Linked DNA regions of Sus scrofa: regions 2, 3 and 4 are each linked to region 1. A link is a contact called in public targeted proximity ligation data. All regions are on one chromosome and are shown on one strand. The core of a region is the stretch at or near the end of the contact, and the rest is flanking DNA. Distances in the headings are between cores, read along the strand shown. Region 1 overlaps LOC110260433 (a long non-coding RNA gene). Region 2 overlaps NOTCH2 (neurogenic locus notch homolog protein 2). Region 3 overlaps NOTCH2 (neurogenic locus notch homolog protein 2). Region 4 overlaps NOTCH2 (neurogenic locus notch homolog protein 2).

Evidence for each region.
Region 2: a targeted proximity ligation map of alveolar macrophages shows a contact between it and region 1. A contact is called at or near these places in 2 of 2 datasets of targeted methods (alveolar macrophages and skeletal muscle).
Region 3: a contact with region 1 is called in a targeted proximity ligation map of alveolar macrophages. A contact is called at or near these places in 1 of 47 Hi-C or Micro-C datasets (liver) and 2 of 2 datasets of targeted methods (alveolar macrophages and skeletal muscle).
Region 4: a targeted proximity ligation map of alveolar macrophages shows a contact between it and region 1. A contact is called at or near these places in 2 of 2 datasets of targeted methods (alveolar macrophages and skeletal muscle).

What each region holds. Positions count from the first base shown.
Region 1 is chr4:100,908,522-100,912,040 of Sscrofa11.1, forward strand. All of the region lies in intron 2 of LOC110260433 (a long non-coding RNA gene), which reads right to left. Among named protein-coding and RNA genes, the nearest start is that of NOTCH2, 41 kb to the right of the region's middle.
Region 2 is chr4:101,132,039-101,135,557 of Sscrofa11.1, forward strand. It overlaps NOTCH2 (neurogenic locus notch homolog protein 2), which reads left to right. Exons shown (of 34, transcript XM_021090691.1): 24 at 2,228-2,340. Among named protein-coding and RNA genes, the nearest start is that of ADAM30, 180 kb to the right of the region's middle.
Region 3 is chr4:101,066,906-101,070,424 of Sscrofa11.1, forward strand. NOTCH2 (neurogenic locus notch homolog protein 2) reads left to right here. Exons shown (of 34, transcript XM_021090691.1): 5 at 2,072-2,194. Among named protein-coding and RNA genes, the nearest start is that of NOTCH2, 120 kb to the left of the region's middle.
Region 4 is chr4:101,041,241-101,044,759 of Sscrofa11.1, forward strand. All of the region lies in intron 2 of NOTCH2 (neurogenic locus notch homolog protein 2), which reads left to right. Among named protein-coding and RNA genes, the nearest start is that of NOTCH2, 91 kb to the left of the region's middle.

The sequences.
Region 1 (3,519 bases), core at 705-3,204:
GTAGACCAACACCCCCACACTGGCACCAGGGAATGTACAGCCCTTCCTTACTAGATGAAAGTTCTTGTCTGGTGAGCACAGAATAAGAGCACTCACTTCCTGACTTCTAGCCCTGGCTGAATTTGTCTCTGGAAAAAATGTATTTCTCAGATTTTTGTTTGTTTATAAATCTCCTTCACTTCAGCCCATCCTTGGAGTGAGCAAGATTTACCAAGTAGGAATGGTGTTGAAGAGCATTTGAGGTGGAGGGAATAGAATGTGTGCCTTGCTGAATGAGCTGTCTACCCTATTGTTCCTTCAGGTTTGTTTTTTGTTTTTTTGACCTCACCTGAAAGTTCCCTTGCCAGAGACTGAACCCATACACAGCAGTGACAATGCCAGTTCCTTAATCCACTGAACCACCAAAGAACTTCTACTCTATTGTGTCTAATTCTTCACTTGGCCCTCATTTTTCAACCCAGCCTAATCTGGCATTGGTTCCCACTGTGTTGAAGGGGCTTTCACTAAAGACAGTGATTCCCCCCACCCCCTGATGATGTTACTAAATCCAGTGGATACATCAGTCACTATCTTAGTTGACTCTGAGCAGCATCTGATTCTAATGACCTCCTAGATGGACTCACCATCTTCCTTTGGTTTCCACACACTAGTATGGTTTTCCTACTTTAGTCATGGATATTCTGTATCCTTTGCAAGCTCCTTTTTCTCTACAAGAGTTTTAGGTGTTGCTGTTGCTCAAGACCCCATCCTATGCCAGCCTCTCTATCCTCTACACATTCTCTGAGAAATCATATCCCTTTCAATGTAGTTGAGATCTACATTCCAGTGATTTCCAAATCTCTACCTTTCCTGAACTCCAGACTTAAATATTCAACTGCCTTCTAGAACCATTTCAATTTGGAAGTTCCTGAAGCCATATTAACTCACTCCTTCAAACTATTCCTCTTCTAATGTTTCTTATCCAAATATATGCTACAACATCTGCCCGGATGCTCTAGCCAGAAACCTAAGATTCAACCTTGCTTACTCTTTTGCTCACTCATCACATTCAATCAACAACCAAGTCCAGTTAAATCTACTTCTTTGGATCTACCCACTTACTCTCATCCCCATCTGGCCTAAGCAATCAATCGCCTCTGGATTTGTGCAAGACTTTGCTAGTTTCCTGCCCCCGGTTTTTCTCTTCTTGTGTCATTTTCCACCACTTATCAGAAACTTTTTTGTAAATGTAATTCTGAACAATTCACCTCCTTTGTTTAAAAATCATTTAGTTGTTCCCACCGTTCATAGGCTATGGAGTCCAAACTTCTTAGCATAGCTCCTAAGCCCTTCATGATCAGTAACCTGCCTACCTGCCATCAGTCTGTGCATCACTCATGCTGGCTTGCAGTGTTTTAAATACAAACTGTTTCCTCCTGCTTCTGGGCCTTCACAAATGCTCTTGCCCTTGCCTGGAACACCCTCTCTAGGACCTCAATTATATGAAGTCTAAATTCTACCCTGAAATTGTCATTAACCTTATCAGAACTGAATTTGGCTACTTAATTTTATATTAATTCTTGGATTAAAACCCAAATTAACTTTATCTAATTTGATATATTTCTTAATTCTTTGAAAAATACATCCAAGGCTATGTTCTAATGAAAATGTATTTGAACTGATTAACTCAGGTCAGGATTGACTTTTACCACAACTGAATGTGAGCTGGAACATATTTTTTTAAATTACTGGAATGTTTTCTCAATTATTATTCACCATGATGTTCTCTCTTTGGAATTTTTTGTTCATTTCCAGTTGGCTTCTAGCACTCTCCTTTCTTACCTCTTAACTCTTCCCCTCTGGTTACCCTACACTTGCCCCTGATTGGATCCAGTTTGCATGCAGTGGTAGCTGCTGTGGGGCTGCGGTTAAATAGAACTGCTCAGACTGCAACAGGAAAGCATTGAATCGAAAGCAAGGGGGAGGAAGCACAAACCGATACCCACCACAAAGCTGCTGAGTGCCCAGCATGACCCAAGCCGCACCCTCTGATGAGGAGTCTTGTGGAGGAGCAAGAAGCCACAGAGTTTAATAAATCATCAGCACAGCCCATTCTCTACTTCCCGTGATCCAGCCTTCTGGGTCACCATGAGTGTCACCAGGTATTGGCCTAAGAAGGTAGGTAATGACAGAAAAGCCACCAGAGAGGCAGAGGCTGGGGAAAAGTCCCCGAAATGAATGGCTGTGGACCATTTATTTCAAAATCCCCTCATAGTGCAGCTCTGTGAGCAGGAACCTCCCAGGGATACAAGTGTTTCTAAGGAGCTCTCTACCTGATATAGGCTCCCATGTTCCCTGAAAAATACACTGGCTACCTGCCTGAAAGGCTGCTTCTAGGAGTGGCCAAAAAAAAAAAAAAATTTATAAAAATCCCTGTGAGAGACAATTAGAGAGCTTTAAATTCACATTAATGTGTAAATGACCATTTTCAGATTTTTTCCTGACTTCGATAGAGGGAGAAGGAGAAAGGGAGGAGATGAGAGCATCAACGATATACTCCACCTACTTTATGATTTTGCCTCTGCCTACCCTTACTACTTATGTTTGCCACCTTTGCTATTAAAGGAGATACTAATTCTTCAGCAGCCAGAACTATAGGGAAAGGAAATGAAAAGTGTGGGAAAATGTGCAATAATTTGGTCTAGATTTTAAATACTGATCAGGTTGGGAACTCCTTGAAACTGTAGAGTCTCACAGTGGATCATTACTCATCACCTCCGAATCTGAGGAGGTGAGAGCTGGGCCCTGCTTTTCCAGCTGGAGAAGCAGAGAACAGAAACTGGGCGGGGGCGGGGGGTGGGGGGGCATCTTGGGCTGGAGGAAAGGCTGCTTTGTTTGGCTGGAAGTGGGCACTTGTGTCTTCAGAGAGTGCCAGACTCACACTTTAGATAACAGAACAGGAAATACAGTTAGTGCAGCTGGAGTTGGGGGGGTGGGGGGTAGAGAACATACCGTGTACCCAAGACCACTAAGTTACTCATTGGCCTTTCTGCTTCTCACTTTTCTATCCTGCAAGCGGCCAGGACCGACTGTGGAAGCATTGGGAAATAGGTGCAACGTGCCCTGCTGCCTACCCCTTTCCCTTGCAGCCTTCTCACCCCTCCCATCATGTTCAGTTTCTTTCTCTTCAACCCAGAAAATTTCCGAGATCTAGATCATCAATGAAATTTAAAGGGAGGAATATGGGCACTTGGATAGGAGGTGAGGCAAAGAATTCTGGAGTAAGATGGACCATCTTCTCTCACAAGGCCAGAGCCTCAAGTGGTAAACATGGCCTCTGTTTTAGCAACCCCAACAGCAGTGAGTTGGAGGGTGTCCTAATCAAAGAAAAAGGGAATGAGGTTGTAGTCAGGTGACTTTGTTTTGAAACTGTCCCCCCTCCCTCTTTTCTTTTCTCCCTCTTCTTTCCTCCCTTCCCTCCAGAAAGGAAGGGAGGGGAAAGCGGCCATAGAATGGGAAACTCCTCCAGGCTCAGAGGAA
Region 2 (3,519 bases), core at 738-3,237, 220 kb after region 1:
GTCAATCTCTCCTTTTTGTTTTTCCTGAGAGATGCTTTCTCTTTTGTTTATACATTGATTATATCATATTGTAGCAGAAATATAAAGAAAGAAATGGAATTTTGGGAGTAGTTGAGCAAAATAACATTTTTACATTGAGGTAAAATATACATAAAGTTTACCATCCTTACCGTTTTTAAGTGTACAGTTCGGTGGTATTGAGGGTATTCACACTGTTATGCCACTACCACCACCATCCTTCTCTAGAACTCTTTTCAGCTGAGCAAAATAAGGTTCTTGTTTTCAGGAACCTTATATCTAACTTTGGTTTTGTCACCCTGCCTCCTTTGGCATGCAGTGACTTGAGTTATTGGATAGTCACTGCCACTGCCACCTTTCCACATCTCTTGGATCCAAAGAGGCTTAGGGTCTTCTAGGACACTTAAAGAGTAGGTCCAAATTTGGGTGTGTTTAACCAAAACTAGGTTGATGAGGAGAGTATGAATAGGAGAACTTCAGTGTCACAAATATGACCTGTGCACTAAGATTAAGACTTGGCTGTGCTCCCAGTTTTTTCTCAAGCTTCTTTTTTTTTTTTTTTTTTTTTTTTCATTACAAATCATAAAGATGATCAAGTCCTGCCTAAGAATAGGGACTTTATCATAGGCACTTACTCATTATTTCTGGAAGGGCAGCTTGGGGACTTTGAGGACTAAAGTAGTTGTTTATGTCTAAGTGTGACAGTATCATCAGATACTCAAAAATCTGTCTTGCCCTTCTGGGGTCATTCCAAATCTTATGCTGTAGGAGTATCCTTTGAGAGTCAGGTAAGCATCTACAGTAGTCTATTTACTAATAATTTGGCAAGTTGAACTCTGCTACCTTCTGCCTGTTATATCCAGACATCCTTCCTTCCAATTTCAAAGATGTGTTACCTTTAAGAACTTTGGAATCTTATTAAAAATGGGATGGAGTTTGGAATATGTAAGATGCCTAGGTGCAGTATCGAAGAGTTATAATCCGTAATATAATTATATGATGTAATTGTACCTTTGAGGCAATGCTGGACAGAAAGCATACAGGCAGTCTGACTGTGGTCTCACATGGGCCGCAATGTGCTTGGGAAGCCAGAGGAGCAGAACTGGCTCCTGTGCCCTTCATTAACTCTGAGGCTTCCTCTACAAAGAAAGATGGAAACAGATAAAGAAAGGAATAGAGAGCACCTTGAACTGGGGTCCCACAACCAGGAAGTAGTATTTCTACATTTTCCACACTTGTGAATAAACAAATTCCTTTGACTCATTCATTGCAATTATGGTGGGAGGCTGGATGAGGGGATGAATATCAAGGGACCATCAATCCTTGAGCCCCATGCTCATGGGATGGCTGCTCTTTGTTATTGTCTGGTGCTGTGATTTGAAGAGACAAACATCTGTAACCCCTAACTCATAATTCTGGTTGGCCAAAATTATTGCTATTTGAATTTCATCTTTAAAGCCACTGCTCTTCTAAATGTCTGATGGCCAGTTGGGTCCTGAATCCTGCTCTTTGCCAACAGGTCCCAGCATTGCCCCATGTCTCCCCATGAGTTCATTTTCTCAGTTAGATTTGTCATGGAACAGTGGGCTCAAGATGCCTTCTGCTTTAGAACTGTGCCTAGGGATGATTACCTCTGGGAATATTAAGCTGTGTTTTAAAGCACTGCCAGTCAGGTTACAGAAAGGCTAGAAAATGATTGAAAAGACATTTCAGATGAAAATTCACTATAAACTGCAAATCACCACTTAGCTTTATTGGCCTGTAGCAGCCTCTCCTATGAAGTAGACAGTGTTAACAGAATGCAGTGAACACTTCTGCTAAATGTTTCTTTTGACTCATGAAAGCTGAAATGACATTAAAAAAAAGAAAAAAGCTGAGGTATAATTTCCCCCTTTTTTGGAGGGATCAGAGTCATATTTTGTACCAATCTTGTCTTGTGAGTCAGTTCAGGCATATATGCCATTTATGCTCATTACTGTAGCCAAGACAGATGTGCAAACTTTCCTGAGTCAGTGATGAGCCAACCATGTTGAGATCCAGTGAATGCCTTCTTCATCCTCTCATGTTCCCCTAGGCTTAGAACTGATTTCTTATAACGCTTGCTCCTTCTCCAATCCTTTGACTAGCTTACATCCCAGTGGTGTTCAGTTTAGTAACTTGCAGTTACCACTTCTGCCTTTTAAAATCCCTTTTCATTTTCTGCCCTGAGGTCGTCACTGTGAAACTTTCGTCGATGTGTGTCCCCAGATGCCCTGCCTGAATGGAGGGACTTGTGCTGTGGCCAGCAACATGCCTGATGGTTTCATTTGTCGTTGTCCCCCGGTGAGTGCCATGTTGCCTATTTAAGGAGCATGCTCTCTTCCATATAGTCTGTGGCAAAGCTGAGATTAAACCTGGTGTTTCTGAGTTCTGGGGGGAACTTTCTTAGGGTGGGGTAGCGTATTTCTTGTTTCTTTTCTTTTTATTTTTTGTCTTTTTAGGCCACACCCTTGGCATATGGAGGTTCCCAGGCTAGGGGTTGAATCAGAGCTACAGCCACCGGCCTATGCCACAGCCACAGCAACACCAGATCCAAGCCACATCTGTGACCCACACCACAGCCCACAGCAAGGCTAGATCTACAACCCACTGAGCAAGGCCAGAGATCGAACCTGTGTCCTCGTGGATACTAGTCAGATTCATTTCCGATGAGCCGTGACAGGAACTCGGGGAGAGGGGCCGTGTTTCTCCATGTTGGTCTCTTTATAAGACAGTGTTTCAGTTTTCCACTTAGAACTGTGAAGATACTCTGAGAAGCGGTGAGCTCCCTGATCTCTGATTCTCAAACTTCAGAAGCACCAAGGGCAGTGGAATGTTCCCTTGAAAACAGGGCTAGTGTCCTGGCTTCTGAGTCTTGTGCTGGAGGATAGTCTCGCTGCCCAGAATGGGGCAGAGTTGGTTGGAAATGCCACTCTGCTCACATTCCTTGGCAGGGACTATTCAGGAGCTGCTTCTTCAACTAGGAGGAAGCTGAACCTTGTGCAAACACTTTTGCCAATGCCAGAGGCTAAAACATCCTTAAAACAGATGACAACGTGTGGAGAGAGATCAAAAGGAAACTTGTCCAGTAATCTTGGCCTGGACTGAGCAGGAAGTTCAAGAACAAAAAAAGACATAGGAAAAAAAATTTTATGCCTAATATTCTTAAGTGAGTTTTTTCCTCTGTCAAGTCATTATATGAGTGACCTAAATGGTTAGGAAAGGATAATAGACAAGGTGTTGCCTGACCTTTATCCTACCATGAACTGCGGACTTCATTTTTACAGGTGAGCTCTTAGAGGGAGAAAATTCTATATTCATCCTATGGAGCTGTCAGCCTTGACCTATGCATTGACTTGAAAAGGTCTCTTCCTAGAACTTGGTCGAGGAGGCTACAAGGAGAGGTCTTAGCCAAATGAATAGTCTTTACCTCCCTAGACGTGCGGCAGAGAAAGGACTGAGAGGGAAAACAGGGCATGCCCT
Region 3 (3,519 bases), core at 651-3,150, 160 kb after region 1:
CTCAGAGGCCATGCTTCAACCATAAGTTAACTCTTTACCTACTTGCCTTCTTATTTACCTACCTGGTGACAAAGAAGACCTACCTTAAAAATAGTCACAAAAAGACAACATTTTAGTTCTTAAACGCTGTGGCTATGTTGAAATGCTTCTGCTTTCTTAATTTGCCTGTGGTTAGTAAGTTCAGTTAGTTGTAGCACTGGCTAGTATAAATACAGGGTCATAATTTCAATTCCTTATAGTTTGGCTTCAAAGCTTTCATCACCTCCTTGACACCCTAGTCAACCACATTTTGTCTTTGTCACCAGGGAGATCAGGTTGGGGGAGGATGACCAATATCAATTCTAGGATACCACCAGACCATACAGATTCTAATAGTGTTGGGCAGGACCCCTTATGTATCCCATCATCCCATAATCTAAACCACTCTCTAACTTTCCTGAAGAATGTTTCCATTGAGGAGCACTAGACTAGGAACACAGACCTCAGTTGTTCAGGGACTATACATCTATCTATAGATTTGCCCTCAATTTATCGTAATTGTGGGTGGGCTTAAACAGTTCGACACTTTCTGACTCATTAGTCCATTTGGAAGACTTTCATATGATTAAACAGATATATGAGTAATATGAATAATTTAAAAAGTCTGAGTCTATAACATTTTTCAGAGTCTTTCTCAAGCTGACATAATGATTCATCTACTTGAATGGACTGAGTACCAAATACCTGGAGAAATGTAATTTCTCTTCAGTCAAGTTTTCATTTATCCGCATCTTCCACAAAGTGATTTCCTTTGGTCTCTGGGTAGTTTTTTCAGTAACTTGGTTCATACTCATTTACATAACTGCTACTGTAGTTAGAGAAACCAGCCACGTTCAGTGTAACAGAGAAGATATAGAATGCCACAGTAGCTTGTGGTAAGGAGTGAATAAAGCGAGGTGTAATTGATGTCTCACCAGACTGTAAATGCCCCGAAAGCAGGGACTCTCCTTTACACAGTTGTGCTGGTGCATAGTGTAAGACTCACAAGTGTTTTGAGTAAGAGAGAGGAACCTTAGGGAACATTTTGATAGAGGTCAAATATTTAGTCATACTGTATTTCAAATAAGAGAATGTTCAGTGAACATTCTGTCTTGTTTTAAAACTGGTAGTCTTTTATTTTAATAGCTATGAGATTTTGTAGCAAGGAGAAAGAAAAAAGCCCAATATATAAATTATAGAGGAGCACAGCAGTATGGGCAGTTAGGGTGAAGTTTGGTGTGCTAGTTTCATTTTCGTAAAAGGAAAAAATCAAGAGGAAGGAAGCAATGCTATAAAAGTGGAGAAAAGGATGAAGAATTTGAAGGGTTGACAAGTTTAATTAGTAATAATGCCACCCCATGTTCAGATAGCTCTTTATATTTATACTGTATTTTACTCATGATGTGGCACTTAGAACAACCTAGAAAAGCAGGCTGGGCAGGTGAAATCAGCCTCGTTTTACAGATGAGGAAGCTGTTTTCAGAGTTTGTAATTTACCATGTATTAAATAGCTTAAAAGCAGTGAGGGTGACTTTGACCCATATATTCAGATTTTATGTTCAGTATTTTTTTATGCCCCCACCCCCATTCTCCTCTGATTTTCCCAAGCAGTCATTCCAGGGGAAAAAAAATTAAAAGGAATTTAAATTTAATTAGGCAATCTTTCATCTGTTCTTCCCATTAATCTAGCACGGAGCTGGGGAAAATCTAATACCCTCCTCCCTTTTTTTAAAGAACCTCTTAATAGCTGTCCTGTGTAGACATTTATCTTCACTGGGATTTTATTTCATGAAAACACTTTGAAATACTTGTGAGGTAACTATGAAGGCATGTCACTGGCAAAATGAGTCATTTTTAACTGTCCGTGCTTGAAGTAAGAGAAGACAGAAGGTTGGGGGATTTTTTTCTGTGGTGAGTCTTGGGTTGACCAGCTGCTGACAATTGAACTGAAATAATGAAGTCAGTCTGTTCTGACGACCACGTCCTGTGGCGAAGAGCAGATCACATTATCTGTGTGATAATTTATCATTTTCTCTTGTTCTTCTCGTCCTAGGTTTCGAAGGCATCACCTGTGAGAGGAATATTGATGACTGCCCTAACCACAAGTGTCAGAATGGAGGGGTTTGTGTGGATGGGGTCAACACTTACAACTGCCGCTGCCCCCCTCAGTGGACAGGTATGTCCCGTGTGACACATCAGTCAGAATGGGGTGTAGGTTGGTCACCAGAGGCAGGTTGTTATTGAAGTAGACTCCTTTTACAAGGATCTCGTACTTCATCATTGGGTATAGTGCTACCAATATGTACCCGTGTTCACTTGAAGAAAGAAATATTTTCACAGGTATTATTGGGCAGCTTTTGTAAACCCAGCCCAATACTAGGTGGGAGATATGAGAAAAGAGCATTATTGACAGACTCTTGAAGTTATTATCTGGCAAAAACATCTGCCATGCCTAGAACATAGCAGATGCTTATTAGTATTTGAGGAAAAGAACATACTTAAATGCAAAAATACAAATGTTCTCACAACATACACACAAAAACAGTAACTGTGTGAGGTCAAGGACATGTTAACTGATCTTACTGTGGTAATCATTTCACATTTTACATTTCACATATCATCATCTTATACCCCCTTAAACTTATATGATGTTGTATGTTAAATATAGCTCAGTAAGGCTGGAAAAGAAAAAGAAACTACAACTTGTCAAGTTTTGGTGTAGTATCAAAGAATATTCATAATTATGTGATAAAGTTATTAAAATATTCCCCCTTCTACCCACCCTTCTTCCAGCTAAAAGGAAGGGAAAATAAATTTTACAGACCGTGAGAGTTCAGAGCTTATTGTTTGTGTACGGACAAAAACCGATCTCATTTTACTGTCATGTTCTATAATTATTATTATTTTTTTTTTGGTCTTTTTGCCTTTTTCTAGGGCCGCTCCTGTGGCATAAGGAGGTTCCCAGGCGAGGGGTCTAATCAGAGCTATGGCCTCCAGCCTATGCCAGAGCCACAGCAACTTGGGATCTGAGCCACGTCTGTGACCTACACCACAGCTTACGGCAACACCGGATCCTTAACCCACTTAGCAAGGACAGGGATTGAACCCACAACCTCATCGTTCCTAGTCATATTTGTTAACCACCGAGCCGTGATGGAAACTCCATGTCCTATAGTTATGCAAAGGGTTGAGCAGGTCTTCTTAATGATGTTATTTTTATGACGTCTATCTACATTTCTCTTTTTCCTTTTTTAATCCCTTTTTTGCACATAGATTTTTCTGATGTTAGAAAACTAGTCTTAAATTTATAACTGGAAGTATAACTTTCCAATTTATATTGGAAGTTTTTAATGTCTTAGGCAGATTTTCCTCTTATTTTTGAAATTGAGTTTATGTAAACATTTGGTTCCAATTTCTGTTTATATCTATTTATCTAACAGAAAGTGGAGACAAGTAAGAACTGATTAAAGAACTGATTAAGTGATTAAGAACTGAGCCTTT
Region 4 (3,519 bases), core at 606-3,105, 130 kb after region 1:
TCTATGCCACTTACTGTATTAGGCACTGGGGTATGGTGATGGAGAGTTCTTAGTCTGTTGGGGAAGACAGATAATCATAATACAGGATAATGAATAATATATGTTAGGGTTGTGGGAATATACAGCAGGGGGCCATCAAGTCTGTTTCTCAAAGGAAATAAAATGAGCTGAAGCTTAAAGGAATTTTAGGGCTTAACTCTGAGAAGAGAGTGGGAGAAAGTTTTGGGCTGAGTGAACAGCATGTAGAAAGATCTGGAGGCACACTGTAGCATGTTCTAGAAGCTGAAAGAGGTTGAGCCTAGCAAAAGTGTAAGGCATAAAGGAGAGATGATTTGAGATGAAGCCACTTCTCAGTCTCTTGTTTGAATATAATGCATCATGTCAAAATATACTCAATTCCGTAACCCTTTATAATACCTTTATATTTTAATAATTGTAAAAGCAGTTATAGTCCATTTAAACATGGACAGAACATGATATAGTAGTCTAGAGAATGCTTCATAAGCGTTCTGTACAGTTGTTGGCAGACTCCTTGCAATAACTGTACAGTACATAGCTCGGGAACAACTGGCTTAACTCACTCATTTTTGCCTATTACTGCGAAGGGTGTTTTTTGTAAACTCATATGTTTAGAGTATGTTTGCCTTGTTTTAATCACAAGTAGATGTTTTCTTAGCATCCAGTGCAGTGAAACATGGTATGGTACTGATTGTGTGCTAGAAGACAGAGGAAAGACCACCTTCTGTTTAGCAGCAACGCAAGTCTTCAGCACTGTTTGTGTGCCCTTGCCCCATCTTTCAAGTGATGATTGAAGAGGCTACGCACTCAGTTCAGCTTTTGAGTTCTGATAAATGAGCCCAGACTATAAACTGGAAGATAAGGGTGTTTGCAAATTCTTGTGTAAATAAAGCATGGTTCCCACTGCAGTGGTTACTGATTTCCTAGTCTCCGATGAAGATGAGCAATGTTGTGAATTAATAGCTTTAAAGCTTATACCACTGTAGTTTCTTTTTGGTTTGGATTTATTAAAGTCAGTGTGTGTTTATTGCTTTATTCAGATGGGGGGGTGTGTTGAAAAACGTGAACACATGGAAACAAATGAGGTGGAGTCTCAGAAGATAATTCCCAGCCTCACAATTCCCCGTGAAATTCTTTTCCTGTGGGAAACTTTTAATTTGGAAGCATTGAGCCTAATGTGGGAACCAAGATTAACATTTTCTGAAATACTTCTACAAGAAAAGCAGAAATGTTCTGTTCAGGAAGCTGAATTTACATAGTAGAAAAATGGGCTGTCCTGCAGTATTGGTAGTCTTTGTTTATTAGTTGTGGTAAAAAAAAAAAAAAAAAGTTGTGTGTGTGTGTGTGTGAAAGAGAGAGAGAATGAGAATGAGAGAGAGAGAGAAATTGATTGTATATTTATCTTTGTTTCCTTTACATCAAACCAGCAAAGCCTTAGAAAGTGTTTTACCACAAACAGCCCAGCACTGGGTCCTAACTCTCTACACGAATACTTTTTTTAGTTCTTTTTGTTTTTCCTTCTTGCTGAGTAAGCTATAGTGTTTCCTTTTTTTCCTTTCTTTTTTGGGGGAGGGGAGGTGAGGAATGGCAAGAAGTCACCGTCACAGAGCTCTTTCTTCTTCCCCTCTTTGCCAGGAAGTTAACAAGACGTCTTCATGTACTGTTTTTTGTTTTGTTTTGTTTTTTTAAATCTAAAGGCAGTAATTAGCATAACCCTGTTGGTTACCTTTACACAGAGTTACAGAATTAAAAAGTTGACAGTTTGATGAGGTGTCAAACTCAAGGTAGTGGGAGAAGTGGGCCCACGAGGTTAGTGGGTTGGGCCTCTTGAATGCCAGCCTGAGTTTAGACTTGATTCTGTAGGCTCTGGGGCATCTGGGGGAGTGGAGTGTAAGCCAGAGTCTTGGGAATTCAGTATTATATAGGAACTTTAACTGGTTACAGTTAGCTTTGGCTGTTAGCAATTATTTTTATCTACTTTAAGGAGGGCTTGGGGGAGGGGGCAGGAAACTAAGCTGGCATTATGGTCACAGGAAAGAACAGACCGACTTGGGGCCTTTTCAAACTGCAGACCTTTGTTACTGACCAATGCTTAATTTGGTTTCTGGGTTTTGTTGTTTTTTTTTTTCCCCCTCTGCCCTTACCTCATTTACCTTAACGACAGCTCCCCCTTCTAGAGCTCAGTTAGGGCACGCTGCCACTGCGGATTGGGGGGCCAAGAGGCCCAGAGCAAGAAGAAAGTGGGTTGAAAGCAGAGTTCTGTTTAAAGAATTTTCTCCTGGAAACCAGCCCAGAGGGAGTAAAGAGGAGCTTTAATGAGGAGCAGCTGCAGGGCCGACGCAACCCACATGAGACATTTTTTTCCTCTCCATTCCACATTCTGTATAGTTTTTAAAAAATCATGATTTTGAAATAGCTGTTTTGTAAAGCACACTTCTCTTTTTTCTTTCTTGTATGTGGTGGGGTTTTGCTTTGTTGTTTTATTTTTTTAATGACCAAATCTTCAGTAAAAAAAAAGCTAAGGCAGAGCTGCAGCAAAGCCTTGGGTGCCATTTGGGCTCACCCTGCTGATACAGAACATTCGATGGAGAAAACAAGGAGAGAGAATACTGGCTTTTATTTGGAAAAGGGGTTTATTTCCTGCTCAGACCTCAGTCATCTTGATGCTGACACAAGCTGCTACAGTGTTTTAAGCTTTTCTCTAGATGAGTGGTTATTCACTTAGGAAACTTGAAAGAACAAATTTTTCTGTCCTGTATTACTAGGGAGACTGATCCTCAACTCCAGCCATTGCCAGATAGATTGGAATTGCTATTCAGATCCCAACTTCGTTGAAATCTGTAAAGTGGCTACATGTAAACGAATCCAGGCTGCTGGTGACATGTGAGAGTTGGGGGGTCTGGTTTTCATCTGTTTTATTGAGGGGGGGACTGTATGGGCAGCCTTTCAGTTGGAATGTTTTCTAGTTCCATTAGGAGGAATCCCTTGTTATTCTCTCTTCTCTTCCCTCCTTCCCTCCCCTCCACCTCATTCCTCATGTGTGTTTGAACAGTAACCATGAAAGAGTGGACCTCTTCATGTCAGAAATGGCAGGCTTTTTCAGAAAAACACGTGGATTTATCTGTATGGGGCTGATAAGTATTCAGACTAATTTATGAAACTATTTTCTAGGGAAAAGCCCCTTGAAACTCCCTGTACTCACAGCCTCCTGTGTGAACTGTGTTCTCTCAGAGACCCAAAGCCAGAGAAGCAGAGACTGAGAGGAAGTCACTGAGAAAACTACTTGAATAAGTGATAAATTCCCTCCAGAGAGGTGGGCATTTGTATAGTTTTGGGAACAAAAGGCAGCTGGGTTTTTTTTTTTTTTGGTTATTTTTAATAAAATTTTTTACATATACTTTTAGTTCAAGATTTAGGCTATTTTCCAAAAATTGTCCTGGGGTAACTTGATAGAACTACAGATTTGTAAGGGAATTTGGATGATAAACTCAACTTGAGCCA